Regions from separate parts of the Bos taurus genome. Here region 1 is linked to region 2. Evidence: chromatin contacts called from public Hi-C data. All regions are on one chromosome and are shown on one strand. The core of a region is the stretch at or near the end of the contact, and the rest is flanking DNA. Distances in the headings are between cores, read along the strand shown.

Region 1 (3,511 bases), core at 735-3,234, 510 kb before region 2:
GCACCTCTGATTGCCTGGGTCCAGCCCGGTCAGCTGGCAGACATGCCCGCTCAATGACTGCCTCCAACAGCCTGACATATACTTTATTTCACTCAACTTATCTCAGACTCTGAGTTCACTGGGATGTTGGTTTAGTTGCTAAGTTGTGTCTGACTCTTGTGACTTCATGGGACTGTAACCCACCAGGCTCCTCTGTCCATGGAATTATCCAGGCAAGAATACTGGAGTGGGTTGGCATTCCCTTCTCCAGGGGATCTTCCTGACCCAGGGATCAAACCCACGTCTCCTGTATTATAGGCCAATTTTTTTTTACCAATTGAGCCACCAGGGAAGCCTCACTAGGGTAGGAAGTATCATAGAATTTTACTGAAAGAAGAAGTTAGATCCCTGGGGATAAGCAAACTTCTTGAGTTCAGATTTTCTGCTTGAGACCAAAGGATCTTTATTGCAGCCTCATACTCCATGGATGGCCACATAAGTTTTTATGAATTAAAATCATAGATAAGGAATAATATCCCTGTTATTTTTTTATTATGTGTGTATGAGTAAGCATTTCTACAGAAAACTTGAAACAAGTAGTCTGAGGGAGAGGGGTAGTGTTATAACTATATAGAAGCAATTTCACTTAAAAATATCTTTTAAAAAACTATTACCTATAATAAATACTTGTTCTACAAAGCTTAGAAAACACAGATAAGCAAAATGAAATCCAGTGACAATTGTCCATCATTTCTCTACTTCAGATATAGAGACAAGCATGCCATCTATCCTTTTTTTCTATGCATATATGTTTTTTAAAAAAAGCAGTCTCATAATTTCTTTTGAAGTTTAATATGGTACACATCTTTATGTGTCAATAAATTATTTCTATATCATCACTTTTAATGACTACAAAGTGATCTGCTGTATGAACAGACCATAATGTATTTTACCAACCTCTTATGGTTGGACATTTGGGTTGCTTCCAAATTTTTACTGTAACGAAGCAATATTACAGTGAACGCCCTTGACCATATATATATATATATCTTTGTGCAATTGATCTTGACCGATCATTTCATAGATGAATCTACAGAGACCAGAAAGGTTATGAAATTTATCTGAGAGGCAGAACCAGGCAGAACCAGGACCAGATTTCTGGGATTTTAGGTCCCTGCCTAGGAGGACCTGTTTCCCTGTTACATCAGTGGAGGCTGCTGGGCGATGTCTACACCTTCCTGTGAAAAGGGAGGAATCTGTGGCCGGTGCTGGGGATCATGCAGCATCAGGGCTAAGCTACCCTCAGAAGGAGAAAGTCAAATTAAAAACAGACAGATAACATTACTTTATTGCTTTAACACTGTTAGTACAATTCTTTAAGTCCTTTCTTCCTGTTCTTCTATTATGTTGTATTCCCTGAGTTTCTTTCCTTCTTCTCTGATCTTCCATCTCCCTCCCTCCTTCCCTCTGTTCCTTCTTTTCTCTCTCCCTTTCCTTGCCTTCCGTTCCCCTCCCCTCCCTTCCACTCTTCTTTCCTTTATCCCTCTGTCTGACAAGTATTGATACTACTCGAGTTTCTATCTTCACATTTCTTTTCTACTATTTCCCTGTTTTAATGGCTTCATCTACCACTTCTAGACAAATGATTCCCAAATCTGAAGCTTCTCTCATGATGTCTCTCCCAAAGGCCAGTCCTAGACTTCCTACCCACTGTTAGAACTTTGTATCCCTGGACCCCACACTTCTAATGAATGCCACTCGTTTCCCCAGGCTGGAATGTCCTGCCAAGTCTCACCAGTCCTATTTCTGGCACTCAGCCTCCCTCTGCATTCCCACTCCTTCTGCCCTGATTCTGAGGCATATTACCTCTTGCCTGGACTGTGACCATGGCCTCTTACATGGTCCCCCGGCCTTTCTTCTCTCCCTGGGTAATTCATCCTGCCTGGGCTTGGTGCACGAATCTACTGAGGTCACTGCTCTGACCTGCACTATCTACTGAATAGATTCCAAAACTGTTAGCCTGGCCTTCAAGACTTTGTGTACTTTGACCCTAAACTACCTTCCTAGCCTCATCTAACCTCTTTCTCTCGAATGGACATTGTGTTTCAGTCCAGTTGGGCTCCCTGTTAACACACTTACCTAATAACTGACTTTGAGCCTTGATTGGGCCAGTTCCTGGACCTGAAGTTCCTGTTCCCGTCGGCCTCTTGAGATCTTAAAAAGATGAATGCCACCTCTTCCATGAAGCCTTCCCTGGTTCCTTGAGTCATAGGTGATCCTGTCCTTCTTTGATTGATCACAACGCTTTGTGGGCAATGGTAAGCAGCCACTGTAGCTATGTCCCACTTGGATTTTCAGCTCCTCATGGGGAAGAACACGTGTCTTCCTCTAAACCCTACTTTCTCAAACCCTTTTCCTATAAAATTAGTGTCTCCTTTATAGTAGGTTCTCAGAAAGTATTTGTTGATTAGTTAAAGAGTTTGGGGTTTAAGAAATTTTACATACATTTATCAGAAGTATAGCCACAGTACAAAACAAATTTTAAGGGCTTGCTGTTTTTAAAGCAAAACAAACTATGTGTGTGTGTGTGTGTGTGTGTGCGTGCGCTCAGTTGCTCGGTTGTGTTTGACTTTTAGCTGCTACTTATCAAATCTTCTCCTTGTTCAGTGTTCTGGAAATACATATGATTGGGATTCAAAAATAAGTGGTCAGAATGTCAGTAGAGTTGTCTGGATAGATACACTTTTGAAAGTGAGAACCCTTTTCTCTGACCCTTCTGCTCCATTCCTTCTAGCAGAAAGGTCATAGGATTGAAGTCATTACACTTGACTTCTGTTCCTTGTAAACTGTGTGACCCTGAGCAACTTTTCTCACTTGTGACATAGTGATGCCTACTGTATTACTTCAGAGTTACATTTGGCTGTTGGTAACAGACATTTGATACGGTGGCTTGAGAAAAGATTTTCATGTGCTATAGCTGTTAATGACCCCAGCTTCTGCTTTCTGTTTTCCCTCTTGGTGTGTGGTGTTAATTTCCAAGGTAGCCTCAGAGACCAAAATGGCTGCTTGAGCTCCAGCTTTCTTATCAACATTCCCAGCAAGGAGGAGGAAGGGACCAAGGCCACCTCTTCCTAGTTGAGTAAGCTCCCTTTAAATAGTTTAAAGGAGTTTTCTAGAAGTTACACTCAACAATGTTGGCTTAGAGCTGGTACAGTACTTTTCAGCTGCAGTTACATAGTTGAAACACAAGAGGACTTTTTAAAAGTACCTATGCCAGTGTCTCACTGCAAATAAATCAGAAGCTTCATGGTTCGAGTCAGGACTCAATATTTTAAAATAATCTCAGGTGATCCAGTTGCATAACTCAGGTTGAGGATCCCCGAGGTGGGGTGACTATATAATTGATAATCCAAATGGGGACACTTGAGCATAAAAGAGGGACAACTGGCTTAAACTGAGCCTGTCCTGGGCACACCCAGAGGTACAGTGATACATATTATAGTTTATCCTCTACCCTTATCTGCTACATGGC
Region 2 (3,179 bases), core at 247-2,746:
CCACTTATGCTATTTACTAGCTGTGTGATCCTAGAAAAGTCATTACATATCTCTGACCTTCAGTCTATAAAATGGAAAGAATAACATTACCTCCCTGAAGGCAGAAGCAGCGTAGACTAGATACTTTCCAGCTAAAGTCCATTCAGGACTTTCTCTGTCTCTTCATGTACTTATGTCCTTTTAGAAATCTTTCAATCTTTGTTGATTTTTACCTTTGATTTTTTTGTCACATATTCCTTATACCTTTCTATAATTTTTCCTTTGCTTGTACATCTTACGATTTCCATTTGCTGAATCAGTGACTGAATTTGCTTTCTGCCTGCTACCTATCCATCACCACCACCACCACACTATCTGCCGAATACCCACTCTGTACCTGGCTTTGTGCTGAGTGCTAAACATGACTTCCATAATTTCTTTCAAGAACTCTGACTGTTGAGTAATCCCATTTTATAGATAAGAAGACTGAGGCTTATAGAGGTAAAGTCACTCACTGAGTTCACATGCTAGTAAGTGGTGGAACCAGAATATGGGCCTGGGTATCTCTGACACCAAAGATGCCCACAGCTTCTGTGCCTTTCCACTAGCTACTGTTTATCCAGCACCTACCACATATAAGCCACTTAGCATGGATCACCTCTTTTTACCCTTACAACCATAGGATAAATTAGGTATTATTATTTCATTTTGCTGCTGAGGATAACAACGCTTAGAAAGAGATGTTAGGTAAGTACGCCAGAGGCACTCAGCCAATAAATGTTCTCAAGTCCAACGTCAGATGACCTCCTTTCTCCCTTCCTTTCTGCTCTATGCTTTGTGAATGAATCAGGGAATGAATGGGTCACCTTCCTTTCTTCCTCTTTTCCAGTATTCTTTGCTTTCTTTATTCTCCTTTGGAGAGAAAAAAAGATGACTTGACTTTACAAATTAAAAATCTAAAACATACTTGAAGCAAAAAAAAAAAAAAGATGGAAGGGGAGGGAGTAGCAGCCAAAAAGCATGAATAAACCAGTCCGTCTGTACTAACCTTCCACCCAGAGGTGACCACTTTCCTTTTTTTCCCCCTCCTTCCTTTCCTGCCCTTGCCTTGACATCCTCTTAGCCAGGAGCCACATTCCTTCTCCACCTCTCCCAGGACAAACTCCCTTTGGGGGTCCGACTTTCCCCGCTGCATTGCTTGGCACAACGTGCGACACACACATTTGCAAAACTAATCAAGTGTGGCGGGGACAGGGAGTCCCAGCCCGGGCTCTGGAGGCAGGAGCGGCTGCCCAGCCACACGCAGTTCCCTTTCCCTGGCCCCAGGGGTGGGGTGAGCCAGCGACTCCCTGTAACTGAGCCCCGGCTGCCCCTCATGGCCCGGGAAGTAACACAGGCCCTAGCAACGGAAAATGCCATCTGACACTCTGGGCAGCGGGCAGCATGTGCAGGGCCACCTCTGGGAGTCTTTCGTTCTAAGCCAAAGTTCAGCTGAAGGGCAGTAGCCACGCCAGAAAGTCATGTGGCTCTCATGTTGGTTAGTGTGTCACTTTGAACAGCTCTTATCTGATATTATTATGACTAACCCAGTGCTGACAGCAAGGGACAGATTATAGGGGCCATGTGACAATTATTTAAGGCATCACAGAGGGCACTCGTGCAGCTTGTATTAACCCGTTCTTTCCAGGATCACTTTCCCATAAGAGTCTGTCCCCTTGAGAGTCTGGGGGCGTGCGGAAGAAACAAAAATTTCCCCTGGACCTCAGAGGGTCCTCCTGGTTCCCACGTGGATGGCCCCTCAGTAGCAATTTATTTTTGTCCCTATAGCTTGAGTGGTACGTGCTTTTTCAGTTTAAAAAAAAAATCAATGGTGATGGTTGTTCATATTTCAAAACCTTTCTTTCCTTACACCTTGTACTGATAAAATTCTATGCCTTTGTCGTTGTTGTTGCTAAGGTTGATCTTTAAGATATTAGAGAACTGCACTGAAGTCCTAGCTAGAGAAATAGTCCTTCAGTGTCACAACTAAATGTCAGCAGTGAGAAGGCGTTCCTCCCTGCGATATGATTGGCGTCTTGGACGGGGCAAAGCAAACATAAGGAATGCTATGATTTATTATTTATATGCTGCCCTAAGTGTCCACAGAAGGGCACAATGGTCGCAGCTGCATGATGGCTGCCTTGCCAAAAATCAGATTCACAGCCACTCTTAATAGGTGCAAACTATTACATATACAATGGGTAAACAGCAAGGTCCTATTGCATAGCATAGGTAACTACATTCAATATCCTGGGCTAAAACATAATGGAAAAGAATATATTTAAAAAATGGATATATGTTTATAACTGAGTCACTTTGCAGTATAGTAGAAATTTACACAACATTGTAAATCAACCATACTTCAATAATTTTTTTTTTTAATTCACAGCCACTCATGTGGCTGAGAAGGATTTTGCTCTGATTGAAGTCATGTGAAGCAGTGTAAATGATCTTTATGTTTGAGTGAAAAGAAATGTCAACCCTTATTGGGGACTTAAAAGTAAATAAAACAGAGTGTTTGGATCAAAATGTGGATGGCATCATCTGAATCATGTCCTGGGTGCAAATATATAACCAAGTTCAGTGGGATACCCTGGGGGGAAAAACAATGGGATCTCAGAGCTTTAGGAGATGTTGGAAAACAGCCATGTTTTGAGGATTTCCTTTTGTGAGTTCAGGCCCTGTTAACATTCAGCTATAAAATGGAATAATAATAGTACCTTCCTTATTGGGTTGTTAAAAAGATTTAATGAAAAGAGACTTAGACAGACTTAGCCTAGGGCACAATGAGTGCTCAATGAAAGATGACAGGTGTTAGTCTAGTTATTATTCTTGTTATTGTCATTGTTGCATGCTTGGCAACAGAAGGCAGAAAGCTTTGAACACAGGCTTAAAATGTTGACATTTCCAGGATGATTTCAACCTTGGGGCCACTTCAGTCTTCCTACTGAGTGTCAAGCAATTCAAAACTCCTCTCTGCACATTCCCATGAATGCCGCACCCACCCTGCCCCCTCCAGGACAGTGCCTGCTACTGCCTTGGTCACTGACATCCAAAAATGTTTCCTCTTTTTTACTGTGAAGGGAACGAGACCACTTCTGGTAAAATGATAGAGCGAGTGGGAGGAGCTCTGGAGGCAGCATCAGCCTCATCCTATTGCT

Evidence for each region. A called contact is a pair of places that touch in the nucleus more often than the background predicts.
Region 1: a Hi-C map of liver shows a contact between it and region 2, with 4 times the contacts expected there. The contact joins two enhancer-like sites. A contact is called at or near these places in 2 of 11 Hi-C or Micro-C datasets (blastocyst and liver).

Annotation. Positions count from the first base shown.
Region 1 is chr6:44,035,009-44,038,519 of ARS-UCD2.0, reverse strand. It overlaps a transcript of PPARGC1A not described here. Among named protein-coding and RNA genes, the nearest start is that of DHX15, 150 kb to the left of the region's middle. Within about 2 kb of position 1,984, at least 3 of the 102 cell types and tissues checked have an H3K27ac peak or open chromatin away from gene starts, as enhancers often do. A contact at or near this core is called in liver, where this site is marked.
Region 2 is chr6:43,527,343-43,530,521 of ARS-UCD2.0, reverse strand. It overlaps a transcript of PPARGC1A not described here. Among named protein-coding and RNA genes, the nearest start is that of PPARGC1A, 42 kb to the right of the region's middle. Within about 2 kb of position 1,496, at least 28 of the 102 cell types and tissues checked have an H3K27ac peak or open chromatin away from gene starts, as enhancers often do. A contact at or near this core is called in liver, where this site is marked.